Regions from separate parts of the Mus musculus genome. Here region 1 is linked to region 2. Evidence: chromatin contacts called from public HiCAR-type data. All regions are on one chromosome and are shown on one strand. Each heading gives the region's core, a stretch centred on a gene start, on an enhancer-like site or on the middle of the called end of the contact. The rest is flanking DNA. Distances are from core to core; before and after follow the strand shown.

Region 1 (4,956 bases), core at 1,984-4,483, 2.1 Mb after region 2:
TCTGGACATGCAGGAGGTAGCAGCTCTCTGACTTAAAACAACACACAGAGACACACAGACACACACAAAGACACACATGTGTGTGTGTGTGTGTGTGAGAGAGAGAGAGAGAGAGAGAGAGAGAGAGAGAGAGAGACTGGACAGCTTCAAGCTTTTTGTTGGCTTTCGCTTTTTGGATCTATAATTGGACAACAGGTTGTAGAGGTATCTTTGTGGATAAGCAAAACTGGATTAGAATCAAAGCCTCTGCTCTCTTATCAATTTAGTGGAATCTACACACTAAATCTCTGTGTCCTCAAGCCAGGAATATGGGACTTGTTATCCTAGAGGTTCCAGGTAAGGAAAAGTATAGCGGCACTCTGTTCTATATTCCTTTGAAAATGTTTTCCATAGTCTTTTAGGGGAAATAAGTCAATTTCTGTAGCAGATGTTTCCTGATTAGGTTTTAACTGAGTTACAAAATTAATGAACATATGCATGTTGGTCAGAACTTTCAGAAGGCATATTTATATAGTTTCTCTATAGGTCACAAGTGATTATTGAGGCTTTGTATGTGCTAGCCATTCTTGGGAAGAAATCCAGGCATTTATGAATCATTTGGGAGTTGATTGAAGCTTTTGGTTCTAAAATGACCATTTACCTGAGTAGACTATGATTCATATCTTGGAGGAGATGACATGGCGTCATGATGTCTAAGACAGTCCTTTCATGGCTCTGTCCATTGACAAATGAACTCTGACTTACTCTCTCCTTTCTGGGTGACCTGAGCCACTGAGACGCTAAGCCATGAACTTGGGACAGTAGCCCTTGTCTCCTGAACAGTATTCATACCTAAGCTGGCTTGTTGTAGGCTGTTTCTGTCTTTGATATTTATCGTTTGTTGTTGATGACACCTTTTCTGTGTCTGTCACAATCATATCTGGCTCTTCTCATAGGAACAGCACCTGGAGGGCCACAGCCTTCCTTCCACTTTCTTATGAGAAGGGCACTTGCAGGATCATTTGTTGCTTGGAGTGAACGTTATGATTTAGGCAAGAACTCTGTTTTATTTCTTTGGATATTAATATTATGTCATTACCTTGAGTACTAGGCAATAAAAATAAAAACTATTAGCTTTCTCTCTTTCTCTCTTTTTAAGTTAAGTATGGCTATCTCATATTTGCAAAATTTACTTTGGGGAATTCACTGTTGCATTGATGGAGCTGTTACTAAACGGCTAAAGTGAAGAACCCAGTTCTTCATTTACTTTTTCTCAGTGAGTCCATTATCTTCGAAGACATTGGGTATGAGTCAGCCCATCAAGATTTGTTTCTTGCCACCACAACTGCCCTTGGTTTAACCCAAAAACTGGCTGAGAATGTGCTGAGGGCATATGAGAATGTGGGTGGGGATTGCAAGGCTGCTATTTGTTGCCTGATATGAGTTTCTACTCATTGGGTACCATGCATGCATGAGGAAGCAGGGTCACTTCAATCACTAATACTTTGCATAATTGGATTCTTTTCCAGTGTTATAGTCTGGGTTTCCAAGTTCTCTTGCAGCACAGATGGAAAGGGAATTGGGTGAAATCTTAAAATCATGACTCTAACTCAGGGCTTCTCACTGTATAATCATTGCTAATTTTTCTAGCGTGGGCACCATCCTGTGCTGTGCATTGTAGGAGAGCTCTTAGCATTGGCCTCTGTTCAGTAGATGCCAGTGGCACCTCCTTCCTGGTTATGACAGCTGAACGCATTGTCAGATGTCCCGGAGAGAGAAACCAGTTCAGCTGAGAACCGCTGTTCTGGAGTGAACAACAACGCTTTACTTACGGAATTTTTCCTTCTTTTTCTTTTCCCATTTTTTAACTGTAGCATCTGGGGCCACTGTTCAGATGACAGTCTTCAATATCCTGAAGGCAGGTCCTCATAGACAGCATGAGGCCTGAAGGGATACTCAGGTGGTTCTGAGAAAAAATGTGAGTCTTAGGAATCAGGGAGTTTGGGGTTAACCGTCTCTTATTTGTTGTTTTGGATACAGTTCAGAGCAATGTGAATGCCCCCCTTTCCAGTTCGGTTTTGAACTATTCATTCTTGTTCTAGCTTAGAAGCACACAGCCCCCTAGTTGGATTTTTGACTGCAAAGTGCCGCTCCATCTCTGGCCCAAATCCTGGTATCTAACATTTGGCCCAAACTAGTTGCAGGCTGTGGCCTGTAGGAAACAGACAGGTTTGCCAACCCCATACTCTACCAAAGCCGTTTGATGGGATGGTTAGACAGGGACTTCCACAGTTTACTGCAGCAAATATCATTCAGAGTCCTGCCCATGTTTTCTGGATGTTGTGCTGTCTCTTGTGGGGGAGAGGGTAACCCTAACCAAGGAGGCCAGGTCTTCCCCCCCCCCCCACCACCCCTTAAGCCCAGAACAACACGTAGCTGATGAGAACACCTCAAAGGTTCTTTTCATTTTTATAGTCACGTTTCATGTTTACTTTCCCAGCAAGGCAGGCAGAAATCATGAATTTTTTTTTTTGAAACAGATTTTTCATAGGAAGGAACCAAACACCCTGAGTTATCAGCAGCTTGTCTGTGCCTCTGAACCACCAGCCTCCTGTCATTCAGTTGAATCAGAGGACACTTGTCAGTCACCTGCTTAAGGTGTCCACATTCTCTGGCTTGCATGTTTCACTGAATCACAGGATCTGTGAGCAGCAGCTAACCACAGAGTCAGAGTCGTGGAAAACGGCTTCCTTTCCAAGCCTGTCTCCTTGCTTCAGGGATAGTGAGGGAAGAGCGATTAATAGCCTGCATGAAAGCTTAAGGACATACGGTTTGCTTGAGAGGAAAAGTGAATATTCTCACGACTTGATCTCTGCCAACTTTATATGGGCCCAGCTGCTGCACAGGGCAAACACACTAGTCCAGAGTTAGCTATGCCCCTAAGATGTGTGTCACCACAAGCCACCGGCCAGCACTGAAACGCAGGTTTCCCTCATCCACACAAAGGAGCTCTATCCTCAAAGGAACTTTGTTTCTTGACCAGCTCACTAATTGTGATTGAAAACACCAGCTCCCCAGCAATGCTCACGCATCCGAGTTAGCAGAAACAAGACAGGCCCTAATTGCTCCATTTACATAAAAGTAGAAACATACAACTTCTAAATATAAATCTCTGGCACATCTCTTCTTTTGCAATTACAGTAAAATAAGGTACCAGTTTCCCTCCGGGCTCCTCCTCACAGCAAGCTGCTCCCGGGGTTCGCTAGTGGCTGCTCCTCCAGGCAGCACCGGGCCAGCGTGGAGTTGGAGCTTTGTGAAGTAGCCAGTAAATCAGAACGCCTCCGCTAGGTGCAGAGCGCGGTGGCAGCGGGCCACTCTGCCAGTGCGGTAGTCGGTGGGACCGAACTCTACACTCGGGAAGGGGCAGTCTGCGGGTGCGGGGCCTGAGCTGCCGCTCGCCTCCGTTGGCCAGGAGACCGGCAGCCCCACTGCAGGTCCTGGTCCCTGACATTCCCTGGCACCGAGGGCTGGGATCAGAGATTCCCGGCTGCACTCACTGAACAGTGATTTTTTTTTTTTCTTTCCCCTCCCTGAATTCTTTAGCTGCCAAAAGGGGGGGAAAAATCAAGAGCTGCGCTTTTAAACGAAGTTGCCCTTGCTGGTGTTCAGGGTAAAAATAGAGGCGGCCGCTTGGACCAGCTTGGCCCCTGAGTCCAGGCGTCCCGCGAGCCGGGCTGGAGCTGCGCATTCGGGAGTGATCCCTGGAAACTGCCAGCAGGTGCTGCTCAAGGTACGGTGGCAAGCTGAAAAGGGACAGGGCCTGGGTGCAGGGAGTCTCCGCGGGAGGGGCAGGAAGTGAAAGAGAAACCAACCCCGCTCAGAGCTGCGCTGACCAGCGCACGCCCTGGGCCCTGGAATTCAGCTGGGAAACGCTGATCCTCAGCCCAGAATATTCCACAGAAGCATTTTAACCTACCTGCTTCCTCCACCACCCCCACCTGGATTTCCATGGAGGAGAGGAGGCTTTCCCAAAGTGGTTCCAGCTCTGAGGTTGGGGGAGATTCAGCTACGTCATAGCTGCTAGACTGGCTTAGCAGGTTGGCACTTTCAGGGTGTCAAAGGCCAACAGGGTCTCAGAGTGACCCTGTGTGAGGCGGCCCCTGCAGTCAGGGTCTTGAACATTCTTATGACACACATGCTTAAGAAACTACAGGGATGCTCCGAAATAACATTCTTTTGTGACCACTGAGTTTTGATCCTGAAATTATACATCCCACTTTATAGATGGAAACACTGAGGCTTGAGTTTAAATTAGGAGGGCGCCCCGGAGCTGGGGTCTGATTCGGGCACTTTTCTGTGCCAAGCCAGTCTACAATCTACATTCGGGTGCAAGTGGGACTTTCCCTGAAGTTATGTGTGAGGCAAGAAATGAGTTTAGATGCTCAGGGATTCTTATCAAACAGCATGGAAGTGCCTCTCTTCCAAAGGTTTATGTTCACCCCGGGGTTGGGGTTGGAATGGAAATGACTATCACTGATTATCTTTCTGTCTTTGCCACCCATATTCCTGTCATTTTCCCCTGCAACTTTATTTCCTACTTCAGTTCTCTTATGCGGATCTTAGAATACTCCTTCCCCTTGCCCCTCCCCTTCCCCCACATATAGCTAGCATCCACACTTTGAAAGCCCTCAAGAGAGACCCTTTCACAGACAGCTCCTGGTGTCATAAAGAAACCTTCCCCACTTCACATCAGGAGACCAGAGCCTCTACAGTTTGCTTATGGGCACAGTGAAAAGTTTATTTTATGCATCTTAAATCCGGCACACGAAACAACATATCTGGTCATATGGCTTTCATTAGTCCCCAGTTTTGCACGTTTTATCCAACTTGTCATAAGAACCTGGTCAGTGCCTTAGCTGTACTTCGCCCCGAGAACAACAGCCCTTCTTCACTGTGCTTATCGGGGCATTCGTCTCT
Region 2 (4,910 bases), core at 2,310-4,809:
ATCCTAAAATGGTTGTTGAAGGAAGTCACTGTGAGCTGCCATGTGGGTGCTGGTGAAAGATCCTGACAGAATGTAAAAGGTCACAGAAGCCCTGAAACTGGCAAAATAGATTTCATTGTTAGTAGAACTAGCGTCACTGATTTAGAAAAATAGAGGTGCACAATGCTCTGGCCGCTCCTAGAACCTGTGTGTCTGCCAATGTTCTGACCAGGTGTGTGCCCATTGCTGCACCTCACTGCCAGGTGTTTGTGATATTGGTTGCTATATTGGTTGCTGGGAAAGAGTCGAAAAATCTCCCCAGCAACCACAGTCCGGGCCAATCAGGAGTTGCTGCACCTTCATTAGACTCCTTCCTTGTTTCCCTCCCATACCCATTTCTTGAGGAATCAATCATTTTAGAATAGACATTGTTTAGATCTGGAAATCTCACCTTCTCCTTTCCCCCTTAAGGACCTATAAAAACTGGGACCCCTTTTCCCTCAGGGTGGACAACTCTACCCCTGAGTGGGATACGAGTCGTCCCCAGAGTTCTGGCTTTCCCCGAATAAAGCCTCGTGTGGTTTGCATCAAGCTTGGTCTCTCGTGAGTTCTTGGGGGTCTGCTATTATCCTGAGTCCTGAGCGAGGGGCTCCTCAGGGAGTCTTTCACTGGAAACCAAGCCTGGGTCTCCTGCAAGAGCAACAAGTGCTTTTAACTATAGAGCCATTTCCCTAGGCCCATCGTAGTTTTTAAACAGAGAAAGTTCTACCAAGAAAGGTAGAAACCTGAGTCACAGAGGACCTGAGTCTGAAGGGACTGAGGTAGCAAAACAAACTCCATTTTGGTTTTTTAGACTCCATCTTAGGTTTTTGTCCTCAGAGTGACTTGTCCCCCACCCTTGAGTTCTGGAAAAAAACAAAACAAAACATGAGATCTTGACAGTTGCAAAATAGGCATAACAGCTGTAGTCAAGCGATAATACCAGGGTGGGCTAAGTAAACATGAATCATTCCCAAGTCATGAAGCTTCTTTTAGGTGTGTGCTCCCTCCTTGCGGTTTGATCAGATGCTGTAAACCAATCAGCTTAAAGGCCAACATTCCTTTATCCTCTTACTTAATCATTTAACTCCAAGGCTTGCCAATCCCTACTTGCGTTTTTTTCCTCTATAAACCCCATGCCCTAGACTTTGGGGTCGCTCTCCTATCCTATTGCACCAGGATAGTTTGTGGCCCAGGTTCAAGCCTGAATAAAAACTCTTGTGTGCATAGCCGGGCATGGTGGTGCACACCTTTAATCCCAGCACTTGGGAGTTCGAGGCCAGCCTGTTCTACAAAGTGAGTTCCAGGATAGCCAGGGCTACACAGAGAAACCCTGTCTCAAAAAAACCAAATAAATAAATAAATAAATAAATAAACCTTAAAAGAAAGTTATAGAAATTATTCTTCCTTAGAGGGAAAGGAATATACAGAAGTTGGTGATATCTGCCAAGCAGCTATATATTTCATCCTTTAATTCTGTTACTCTTCAAAAGGAAAAAAGTGTTCTTTCCTGTCTTCAGGACTCTTGTTACTAGGGGTCCTAAAGTTACCCCAGAGTATTGAGACACTAGTGCTCAAATTTTCAGGGCATACTGTGCTAGCCAGCATCTAGGATGGTTCCCAGTGATCTTCGACTCCTGGTAGTCACCTGGTGAATACCTGAACACTGTGCACACAGGTATCCACTCTATAGGGCTTTTCTGTGTGACCAATTGACTAACCCAGAAGTGACAATGTGTCTCCATCATTAAAACGTCTGCCATCTGAGTAAGCAATGTTCAAAGCAGACTCTTCAACCACCATGAAGCCTTCAGATGACTGCAGCCCTGGCTGATGATATTCCTGCAACTTTGAAAACGAACTAGAACTTAGCTCCCAAATTCCTGATCTGTACTAAAGTCTGAGATATGAAATGATTATTATTGTTTCAATTATTCTGGATTTGTAATGAATAACAAATACACGAGTCCCCTCCCCTTTTTGTACAGGTTGGGCATCAACCCAAGACTGCCCATTGGTAGGTAAGGCCCTACCATTCAGCTTCATCACCGCTCAAACAAGTTTCTTCTCATGGGAACAAATTTGACCACGTGAGTTATTTTATTAAGTACATAATAAAACAGTACAGTAGAACACAGCTTTTACCTGATTAAACTAAATTAAAAAATTGAAATTAAAAACATTGCAAAAATAGCCAAAGAAAAAGCTATCTTAAGGGGCTGAAGAGATGGCCCAATGGTTAAGAGATCTGGCTGCTCTTCCTGAGCACCCAATTTCAGTTCCCAGTACCTACAGGGTGGCTCACAAACACGGGGAAACTCCAGCTCCAGGGGATGGGATAGACGCCCCCCCCCCCAGCCTGCACATGCGTACACACACAAATGAAAAAAAAAATCAAATAAAATCTTTTTAAAAAAGTCAATCTTAACAGTGTCAGGTTGAGGATATAGCTCAGTTGGTAGAGGGCTTGCCTAGTAAGGATTAAGCCCTGGGTTCCATCCCAAAGCACCACTTGTGGAGATGAAGACAGAAAGATCAAGAGTTCAAGGCCATCCTCTGCAGAATAGTTTCCTGTTAACTACGTGAGACACTGGGGGCGTCTGTGTGTGTGTGTGTTACTACAATTGCTTTTTTAATACAAAACCGCTACTCAGTGGCAATATGGTGCTGAGCCTGAGAGGTGGCTCCAGTGAAGTCCGCTCGTTTCCTAACGCTGGTTGGAGATGGATCTTTTGCAAACCCAGCCCTCACACATTTGGTCACCTCAACTTGGTGGGAACTTTTCAAAGTCATCTGGCAGCTGAAGCTCTCATTTCTGTGCTTCCCGACAGTTACCCTAGTGAGGAGCGCGTGCGCACCCAGGCAGCCTCCAGATCCGGGCTTCTCCTCTGTCCTCGCTTTCCATAGCAAGCCCCGGTGTTTCTCGTCCTCCTCACCCGCCGTTGCTTACTAGAGGGAAGCAGGAAACTCCCTGCTACTCGGCGCTCAGGCTCCCCGCTGCGCTTCTTATGGGATAGGTCAGGGGAGCACACTATTATTTCGTTGAGCGCTGAGGTGCCATACAAACCTGCCCCGACTGGGCAACTGCTCCTCGAGGTCATGCGCCCTGCAGCAATGTCCACAGCGGAGGGGGTCGTACAGCAACTTGAGCAGTTAACGTGCAGGTTCCCCGTGTGCGGTACCCGCCTTTACTACAGGGGAACCCTAGCAAGAAGGTGGATGCGCATGCTCAGTGTGCCGCTAAGGCACCGCGGCCGGATGAGAGACGCGCATGCTTCGTGTGTGCACTTCGCCTCCAGCGTTGCGTAGCAGCACGCATAGCTCTCTGGGAAACGTAGTTTCTCGGGCTTACAATCTCAGGCACGCCTCCCTCCTGGGCTCAGCGAGGGACTACCGCTCCCGCCCTTCCGGCAGACAGGAGCGTGCAGGGACGCGGACTGAAGGGCTGGGCGAGAGCGAGGAGGGCTGAACGGGTGGGAAGGCCACGCACGCGGGGGCGTGGCCTTGGCCGGGAAGCGGCCGCCGCTCGTGGTGCGGATCTAAGGAGAGAGCGGCGGAGACAACGCCAGGCGTGGGCGCGAACACTCCTGGTGGCACTCGGTGTTCTTAGGTCCCCTCGCTATTGGCCGGGACGCGGGAGAGCGCGGCGGGGGCGCGAGGTGGGAGCGGCCAATGCGAAACTGGCTGGTGCTGCTGTGCCCTTGCGTGCTCGGGGCCGCGCTGCACCTCTGGCACCTCTGGCTCCGTTCCCCGCCGGACCCCCACAACACCGGGCCCAGCGCGGCAGGTGAGGTGAGGGGCTGAGTCGCTGCGCTCGTGGGAGGCCGCGGGGGATGGCTGAAGGGGCACAGGGAGGGCTCGGACGTCCCAGAACGGACGGAACAAGCGAGTCTTTCTTTAGTGTCGGGCGAACCCAACTGTTCGTTTCTTATCAGCGTGTGCTCAGCGGCCCGCGTCGTGGTCGAGGGAGGGCCCTGGTCACAACTTGGGGCGCTTCTCTCCGAGGTGGGGTGGGGGAGCGAGCTTGCCGGTGCTGACGGTGTTGGCTTTGCGTGTCAGGACTCACTTTGCAGCGAGGAGGGACGGACTGTACTTTGTGGTCTCTGATCATGAGGTGAGTCAGGAAAAGACCTAGACGTGAACTAGGGTTCAGCTGTGAGTGGAGTCGCCCCTGTATTCTGCTTGGATAGCTTGCTAATTAAGGAGCCTAAGAATACCGGATTCTTCTTTAACTTCGCGTACATTTGTTCCCAAACTTCATCCATCGTGGGAATGAAATCTTTGTTCTCATTCGCCTTACAATCTGAAGGTGCGTTTGCCCACAGTGCGTATCCAGTGTTGTCCTGCCACCCTCAACACTACTTTCTTGTCTCCTGTGTGTCATTTTCAAGTTTTTCCCGGAATGCTTATATATGTCGAGAACTCTATAGCCATTTTAAAGATAGGGTAATGCTTTAATTTTTAACTACGTTAGGATTTATCTTACCATTTCATATCCAAACAGCTGTTTTCTTTTCAGAAAGTTTTAAAACAGTTCTTCACAGCCATCACAGAACCAAGTCTTATACCTTATTTAGCAATCCTCAAAACTCCGACTGTTACCAGATTACACTGGGGTTATTTTAGTAGTGATCTCTTTTCCTATTAGACAACCACCATTTTTTTGGAAAGGCTATTTGTGTGACTGAAAAGAATGACTTCCAAGTGGTATAATGAAAGTACATTATATGCGTATTTAGCTTGTGAGACTTTTACAAACTAGTTAAAAAAGGGCCGTACATACAAAATGCTTGGCCACCTAACATCTGTTGGGGTTGTGCTCTCTCTCACTCAAAGATGAGTGAGTTGCTGGAATCTACACGCAGAGCCCACTGTAGAATATATGTGACCTT

Evidence for each region. HiCAR-type assays count read pairs that join an accessible place to other places.
Region 1: a contact with region 2 is called in a HiCAR-type map of astrocytes, with 2.2 times the contacts expected there. The contact joins the promoter of Inhba here to the promoter of B3galnt2 in region 2. A contact is called at or near these places in 1 of 39 promoter capture datasets (pre-B cells) and 1 of 115 datasets of contacts at active chromatin or transcription factors (astrocytes).

What each region holds. Positions count from the first base shown.
Region 1 is chr13:16,008,618-16,013,573 of GRCm38.p6, forward strand. It overlaps Inhba (inhibin beta-A), which reads left to right and starts at 3,234. Exons shown (of 5, transcript NM_008380.2): 1 at 3,234-3,473; 2 at 3,583-3,769. It also overlaps the pseudogene B230303A05Rik.
Region 2 is chr13:13,951,115-13,956,024 of GRCm38.p6, forward strand. B3galnt2 (UDP-GalNAc:betaGlcNAc beta 1,3-galactosaminyltransferase, polypeptide 2) reads left to right here and starts at 3,560. Exons shown (of 12, transcript NM_178640.3): 1 at 3,560-3,805. The coding sequence starts at 3,691.